Linked DNA regions of Rattus norvegicus: region 1 is linked to region 2. The links are chromatin contacts, called in public Hi-C maps. All regions are on one chromosome and are shown on one strand. Each heading gives the region's core, a stretch centred on a gene start, on an enhancer-like site or on the middle of the called end of the contact. The rest is flanking DNA. Distances are from core to core; before and after follow the strand shown.

Region 1 (3,949 bases), core at 149-2,648, 150 kb after region 2:
ATGGGGGAGGAGGGAGAGGGATTTGAGGGAGGAGGGAGGGATATGAGGGAGAAGATGGAGGAGGATGTGAGGGAGGAGGGAGGGGAATGTGAGGGAGGAGGAAAGGGGATGTGAGAAAGAAGGAAGGGGGTGTAAGGAGGGAGGGGTGTGAGGGAGGAGGGAGGGGGTGTGAGGGAGGAGGGAGGGGTGGGGGGAGGAGGGAGGGGTGTGGGGGAGGAGGGAAGGAGATGTGAGGGAGGGGGATGTGAGGGAGGAGGGAGGGGGTGTGAGGGAGGAGGGAGGGGTGTGGGGGAGGAGGGAGGGGGTGTGAGGGAGGAGGGAGGGGGTGTGAGGGAGGAGGGAGGGGGTGTGAGGGAGGAGGGAGGGGATGTGGGGGAGGAAGGAAGAGGGACAGAAGGGGCAGGAAAAAGGAAGGATACAAAGAGAAGAATGTAGAAAGGAGAAAATAGGAAGGACGGTGAAAGGAAGGAGAGGTTTGGTTAACTTTTGTGGTCCCTTCTTTCTGAAGTGTCAGAGAACCGGGTGTCTCCCCATTTTCTTCTGCAATGCCAATGGTGCTTGGCTCTGAAGTATTTTCAGACAGAAGCGTCTTGAAGAGCAAGGCCTGTGTGCCAGGCCTGTGGAGGCCCTGAACACTGCTCTCTCTTGTCCTCCCATCTCCCCGCCCCCCACCGCTCACACACACTGTCCATTGTCGGTGCTAATTACTGGCCCACTCCAATGGAGCAGGAGGCTGTGTTGATGTTACACTAACAGTTTATGCTTGACAAGCTCTCTGTGCATGTAATAATTACAGCATATTTGTCTTCGGTATTTCGCAAGCATTCTTTCTGGATAATACTGGCAGGATTAAGTAATGGTTTCTCGCCAGCGTGGTTGCTCAACGGCATTAAACACCGATGGAGGGCTATGACGTGCACAGCCTGGCTCCCCCACCCCTACCCCTCCGCCTCTGACCTTCTGCTTTTCTTACGTATAAAATAATCTATTGTAAGCCTCTGCCTATTGTTCTCATCCCAGATGCCAGGAAGTACTTCAGGAAAACATTTTGCTTTGGTGTTAAAGGACGGCCTTTACAGTGGTTAGGAGTAAGATGGGCAGGCAAGACACCAGGCTGCCAGCAACCAGGGACTTCAAAGTCTTCCTTTGGGAACTGGGGGGGGGGGGGGGGACGACTGACATTTATTTCTGCTTCTCGGTATCCAACTTCGGTATTGGCAACGTGTGCGTGGTGGGGGGCATGGTTGTGATTCTGTCTTAGAAAAGGTCAGCGGGAGACACGACACTGGCTACACTGTGCAGCCCCGCACTATGATCCCAGACTCGTGCCCGTGCTCCCGAGCCTGTTACACAACACAGCCCACAGCCTCAAGGCCATTTTGCACAAGTTTCTCCTTCCCCAAGTTTACAGCCTCCTGAGATCATTAACTCATGACATAATTCTCGCCCACAAACACGGGCCACTCAAACAGAGCAGAAAATTCCAAAATAAAGCACTTCAGAAATAGCGAGGCATTTTTGGACTTTTTTTTTTTTTTTACCCTTCCTGCACGACTCACGACTTTTTTTTTTTTTTTAAGCCACTGAGTGAAATAGAGAAGCCTACTCGGGGTTTCTTTTTTAAGCGTGGGAGTTTGGTGCGAGAGGGTTCCTGTGGGAACCCTCTCTTCTGCAGTGTTTTGATTTTACCTGTGTTCTAGCTCGCCATTGAAAAGCCAGGTCCACCGCTCTGTCTGACAAAGCTAAGGACTAAAGCACAGTGGCCTTGGCAGACGTATTCGGAACCACGAGGTGAGGCCTGACGTGTCTCCACACACAGTGGAAAGTTACTGCGGTGGCTGTTACCGAGTCCACAGGACCAGGAAAGTAAAGTAAATGCCATGCCGTGGCCGGCTTTTAATGTTATCAAGGGAGTTTGGCCCTGATGCGTCAGGAATCTTTGTTGTGAGTGGCACAAGTTCAAACGAAAGTGGCCTGGATCAAAGAAAATGTCACTTGGCCTGCAACCCTCAGCAGGAAAGGGCAGGACCATGGGGACAGTAGAACCGGGCTCTCAGGGCTGGAGGGACACCCTGTGTTTCCTGTCATGCCTAGTGGCCAGGGTATGGCTTCACTCTGGTCTGGTTTTACACGATGGCAACTTCCAGCCCACTGGAGATTGGAACTCAGGTTCCCAGGCACGCAGGCACTTTATCAACTGAGCAGTCTACCCCAGTTTTTTCCGTGCAGTTCTAAGGGTGACCTTGGCTCACAGCAGAACTCGGAAGCTTCCGTAGCCTCTGTCACGAGGGGAATGGGAAGGAGGAGGTGCTGGGAGTGTAAAAGCCCTTGGTCCAATGAGAACTTAGACCAGCTAGAAGTTTGAGCCACTGGTGGAGAAGCAGGTCAACCATGGGGACAGGACCCAGTGGAGGTGTCAACCTCTGAGTCAGAATGTTGGTGGATGGGGGCACGCAGAGACATGGTTCAGATAGACTGGCTGGGGAGAGGGAGTATTTAGACCCAGCACCTGTGGCCCAGCTTTCCCCACCCCTGCTCAGCCCAGAAAGAGTGGTATTATGACCTCTCTGGATAACTGACATGATGTCATGGGTAGCCCTAGTTACGCCTCTGCTCTAGGTTAGGAGGACAGTGTGGCGGACATTTGCCACCCTTAGCTGTGGTTCTGTCAGCAGCCCAATGGAACCTGGCTGGGTCTATCTAGGTTCCTGGATCTTGCATTTCTCTGTTGACCTCTGCGATCAGATCCTCCAGTGGGCAGCTTTTGAACCCCAGGAAAGCCCTTGAGTTGTCTGGTATCATCCCTGTTGCTACCAACGGAATAACTCCTCAACGTGCACTCTCGCTGTCTCCCAGTGTTTCAAGAGCGGTTCAAGAGCTTTGCAAAGCTCTGGCTTACCCTTATAGGCTGTTTTATGTGTTTTCTCCGCTGTCAGTGTTACGTATTATGAACTCAGTGAGGGGGAAGGGGAGCTTGGAGAGAAGTTGTGGGACTTTCAGAGCAAGGCAATCTGACCCAGCAAATGAACTTCTGCTAATAGCCTGGACTGTTTCCTAAATAAACTTCTGAGGAAGATAATTCAAGGCACCCTTTCTTTCTTCTGAACAGTTTGCATACCCCAAAGCTATGTGAAGTAGGAAGTGCCCATGTCCCCTTTCCTGAGCTCCTGTCTTCAGTGCTTTCCTACAAAGAAGAGGCTTTCGGGTAATCTGATTGGCCAAGGTTGGGTGGGGTTTGCAGGTGGAACAGTGGCCCTGCAATTCAGAAGGCCCTGGCTGCTCCCTGTGTCCTCTGGAGCGCTGCACACCCATCTCAGCCTCACAGCAAGTGAACACTGAGGGTTCCTACCTGCCTGGGCCCAACTTTTACATTCTGGCCAGTAACGTGCTTACACACTGACTTTTGAGCCACCCTCTAGAGAACTGCATTCCAGCTCCTCATAGCCCAAATATTTGGCTGGAGAGTAAGGACAGCAAATCCCCTTAGCTGAGGCTACCTATGTGCACCCCTGGTGGCTGAGGCTACCTATGAACTGGCTGCACTGTAAGACCGGTGACAAATGTCAAGCTGCTTCCAGGAACACATGCCCACGAGAAGTCATGGGCCACGGGGCTGTGCTCTTGGCAAAGACAAGCTCCACAGAACAAAGCCCTCAGACTCTCACTTGAGAATGACTCGTGTCCCGGCTCCCCCAAGAAGAGACTCTGTGTGTGTGTGTGTGTGTGTGTGTGTGTGTGTGTGTGTGTGTTATGATGGGTGCATGCACACTTATGTATGTGTGCATGTGAGTGCTGTGTGTATGTGATGTATAGATGTGATATCATGTATGGGTGCATGGGAATGGTGTGTGTATGTGATGTATACATGTGATGTGATGGGTGCATGCATGCTCATGTATGTGTGCATGTGAGTGGTGTGTGTATGTGATATGCACATGTGATATCATGG
Region 2 (3,905 bases), core at 579-3,078:
AGAAATTTAGAAGTCTGGGTCCCAATGCAGAGACACAGAGCTGAAGACTTGTCATTAGCCTGTCACTCGTCCCTGTGACGGTCCTTCCAGCCATATCCACAAGACTTCAATTTTCCATCTCTAGAGTCCAGCCAGATAAGTCCTGGACCAACTCATTCATTCAGCCAGCCAGTCATTTGGTCATTCATCCAGTCATCCAGTCAGTCAGTCAGTCAGTCAGTCTGTCAGTCAGTCAGTCGGCCATAAACAGTCTCACGTGGCCGGGGCTGACATTATAGCTGAAAATGACTTTGAATTTCTGATCTTGCTGCCTGTACCCTCTGAGTGCTCGGATGACAGACACGCACCATTGTGTCTGTTTCATATGCTTCTGGGAGTTGGACCCAGGCCTTCACGACTGATAGGCAAGCGCCTTACCAACTGAGTCACAATTAGCCCAGTGCTTTACATATTTTTAAATATATTACATTTATTATTTATATTTTTTATGATGCATTACGTGTGTGCATCCACTCAAACCCACACCATGGTTGGTGCACATATGGAGGTCACAGGGACAACTTTAAGGTCTCAGTTGTCCCCTTCCACCATTTGAATCCTAGAGCTCAAACACAGGTGTCAGGCTTGGTGGCAAGTTCCTTTTCCCACTAAGCCATCTCATTGTAAAAGAAAATCAATCCCTTGCCAACATGGAAAAGCAGAATCTTTCTCTCTCTCTCTCTCTCTCTCTCTCTCTCTCTCTCTCTCTCTCTCACACACACACACACACACACACACACACTTACACACATACACACACACTTACACACATACATACACACTCACACACACTCACACACATGCACACTCTCACACACACACACAAACCCACTCACACACACACTTACACTCACATACATGCACACACACACACTCACACACATACATACACACTCACGCACACACTCACATACACTCACACACTCTCTCTCTCTCTCTCTCACACACACACACACACACACACACACACACACACACAGGTATTTTTAATGTCAACTTTTGAAAACTCGGAGCCATGGCCCCCCTGATCTGATACGGTAACGGTGGTGTCAGAGTCCACAGGTGGCTCACCTTCTGAACCCCCATAAAGTACTAGGTGTATATATCAAGGTCCAAGGCAAGAGCCTCTGGACGCCAGGCTAAAGTCGTGTAACCAGGGTTAGACCTGGGCTCGATGCCCAACGCTGTGAAAGGAAAACCCCTCGGATGCCTAGGTCAGAGTACTCTAGACCCTCTGGCTGGACACGCCCTGAAACTTTTCTCAGAAAGAGCCACATTCTCACCACGCTCTCCTCTCACACCCCTTACATTGGCTGCTCAGAGAGTGCTTCAGAGGTGTATAAGCACAAAAGTGATCACCTCTCCTTGGCTCCTGCATCCAAACCCAATTCCAGCTCTGAAACGAACCAGCCGCTCTGAGTAAGAACGTTTTGAGCTTGACTGCCGTACTTCAGTTAGAGCCCTCCAGCCTTTTCCTATTCAGGAGACCCTACTTACAGCCTGTTCTGGAATTAGCACACTGGCGACCTGGGGAAGGTTCTCCCGTCCCAGGTTTATCTTTCGATTTTCTTCTAGTTCGACTAATTGCAAGCACTTGCCCACTAGGTGGACCCCCAGGGTATAACACCAGACACATCATCCCCCAGGTCCTGAAGACTGAACCTCCAACACTTTGTTGAGCTGCATTTTTAAAGCAGCAGACGGCGCTAACGAGTTGTTTTCCAAGTTGATATCAGAGACATCTTTCACACTTCCTCTGATTTCCAAGTTAGATGGCAAATGACGGAAGCACGAATGTGGTGGAGGCTCAGTGTGGACTGCCCCCCGGGAATGAAGACAGGCATCAGATTTCAAAATTCAGTCGAAAGAACAGCTTCGTGGGTCACAGCCATCCGTTCGTTCCTCCGCTGGCAACCTTGGGTGAGTCAGGCAAGTTCAGTTGGCTTTTTGTGAAAAAAAAAACGTTACTCCTCGATTCTACCTACTCAGGGATCCTATGACATCATTAAATTCCAGAAAAGTGGAACTGATTAACCAAGTCAAGACTCGTTTACATCAAGGCAGTGAGTTCCTCGGAAAAACAAAAACAAAGCAAAAAGTGGAAAGGGGCGGTGTGTTTCCTGAACTGGTCAGGAACCCGCCAAAGGAGATTTACCATATATTGCCTATCTGTGCTGTGGGGGCTTTATTTGGTTACGGGGTATTTTACCAGCTAGACCTCATCGTTAATGCCCTGTGAAGGCGTCCAAAAGTCCAACGGCGAATGGTACTTAAGTCAGTGTGCCTCGGAGATTATCTGTGTAGTTACTGTGTGCCTGGGGTAAATGGAAAGGGATCCACTTAGTGAGATGTTCCGGGTGGGGGCCCGCGCACTCGCTCTTTACTTTGGGGTTTGCTTTCTTAAAAAAAAAAAATGAGAAAGGAGGCGGGGGGGGGGTAGAGTGAGGGAGTCATTCGAGCCCAGATCTCACAGTCCGAGCTCAAGGACCTCGCCACCTGCCACATTCCGTATTTGGGCAAGCGCGTGCGTCACTGTCAGGAATATGGCTCCCTTTGCCAAGGCCGGCACTAATTTTACGTGTCTGTAAACGCGGGGAGTGTTTGCCACGTTCCTTTACAATAGCCAACCTGATGACTGACTTAAGAACACGCCGCCAGATGCCTTGTCTCCCGTTTCCTTATGTCTTTTGTACATCCCAGGAATTGGGGGGCGGGGAGGAGAGCTGGCTGGCTGGCTAGCTGGCCTGTTCACTGGAAGCAGAAACGACAGAGAGCTACCAGCTCAAGATGCTTCGGGGAGTGCCCTCTGTGGCTCGCTCAAGCCTGAGCACCGAAGATGGGTGGGCGTCCCAGCCCGGCGCACCGGGGACCGCGGACCCTCAGGTCCTCGGACACCGTCGCCACTTCCCCACGTGGTCGGGGACGCAGACCGACTAGGTCTAGCCTGGTTTCCCAACCGTGTTACGCAACAACTTTGTAGGGGTCGTCTTCGCCCTAATTGTGTCGGGAGCGCTGTTTGGGTTGCCGTTGCGGCGCGAGAGGAGCGGAACATTTCAGTCGTGGCGCTGCACGGCTGCCGCGCCCCTTTCCCGATCTCAGAGGGACCATGGGCACAAGGAGGCCAAGGTCCCTGCCACGCCCGGGTCCCCATAGCCTTCACCCGGAGTTCTATTGGCAACAGGTAGCCCAGCCGGCTGTGACTCTCCGGGAAACAAAAAAAAAGGTGCTGCACAACCGAGCGAGCGCAGCGACCCGGAGGGCGCTGCCAGTAATGGGCAAAGGGGTCCTGGGCTCCTCCCAGTTGTGCCCTGGTTGCTCCGCGGTGCGTCCCGTTGCGCAACAGAGCTCTCGGAGTGGGTCCCCACGGACAGAGGGTAGCAGCTGCGGCCGCGGCCAGAGAAGGACGCGGACTGGCGGTGGCGCCGCGGCGGAGAAGACGGGGCGGGGCGGGGCGGGGCGGTGGGGAGCCCGCCCCTGTCGGCGCGGCCAGTGGCGGCGGGCCGGGGGCGGGCGCGGGCGCGGCGATTGGGGCGGCGGCCGCCCGTCACGGCGGGGCTGGCGGGCGGCGACGTAGCGCGGCGCTCGGAACTGACCTACTAACACACATCTCTCGGCGCGGCCACGGCGCCCGCGGACCCGGCGCGCCCGCCCGTCTCCCGCGCCGCGCCCTCGCCACCACCCGCTGAGGGCCGGGTGGAGCTCGAATCGCGTCTCGGAGCCGCCAGCCCGGTACCAGCTGCCCTTTCTTTTCTCCTCACGGACTAGGGAGCAGAACCACGGTAAGCGCTCCGCCCACCGGCGGCCCGGGGGGCCCAGCTCCGATCCGTGCCCGCTCTTGGAGCGCGCGGCCGGCTGGCGTGGGGCGC

What was found. Hi-C and Micro-C count contacts between places; a contact is called where the count stands out from the background.
Region 1: a Hi-C map of liver shows a contact between it and region 2, with 4 times the contacts expected there. The contact joins the enhancer-like site here to the promoter of Nfil3 in region 2. A contact is called at or near these places in 9 of 12 Hi-C or Micro-C datasets (the A7r5 cell line, Schwann cells, frontal cortex and 5 more).

Annotation. Positions count from the first base shown.
Region 1 is chr17:12,584,518-12,588,466 of GRCr8, forward strand. No RefSeq gene overlaps it. Among named protein-coding and RNA genes, the nearest start is that of Auh, 110 kb to the left of the region's middle. Within about 2 kb of position 1,399, at least 48 of the 93 cell types and tissues checked have an H3K27ac peak or open chromatin away from gene starts, as enhancers often do. A contact at or near this core is called in the A7r5 cell line, Schwann cells, hepatocytes and 2 more, where this site is marked.
Region 2 is chr17:12,430,548-12,434,452 of GRCr8, forward strand. It overlaps Nfil3 (nuclear factor, interleukin 3 regulated), which reads left to right and starts at 1,829. Exons shown (of 2, transcript NM_053727.2): 1 at 1,829-1,959. It overlaps LOC108353155 (a long non-coding RNA gene), which reads right to left and starts at 1,540. Exons shown (of 2, transcript XR_005495436.2): 1 at 1-1,540.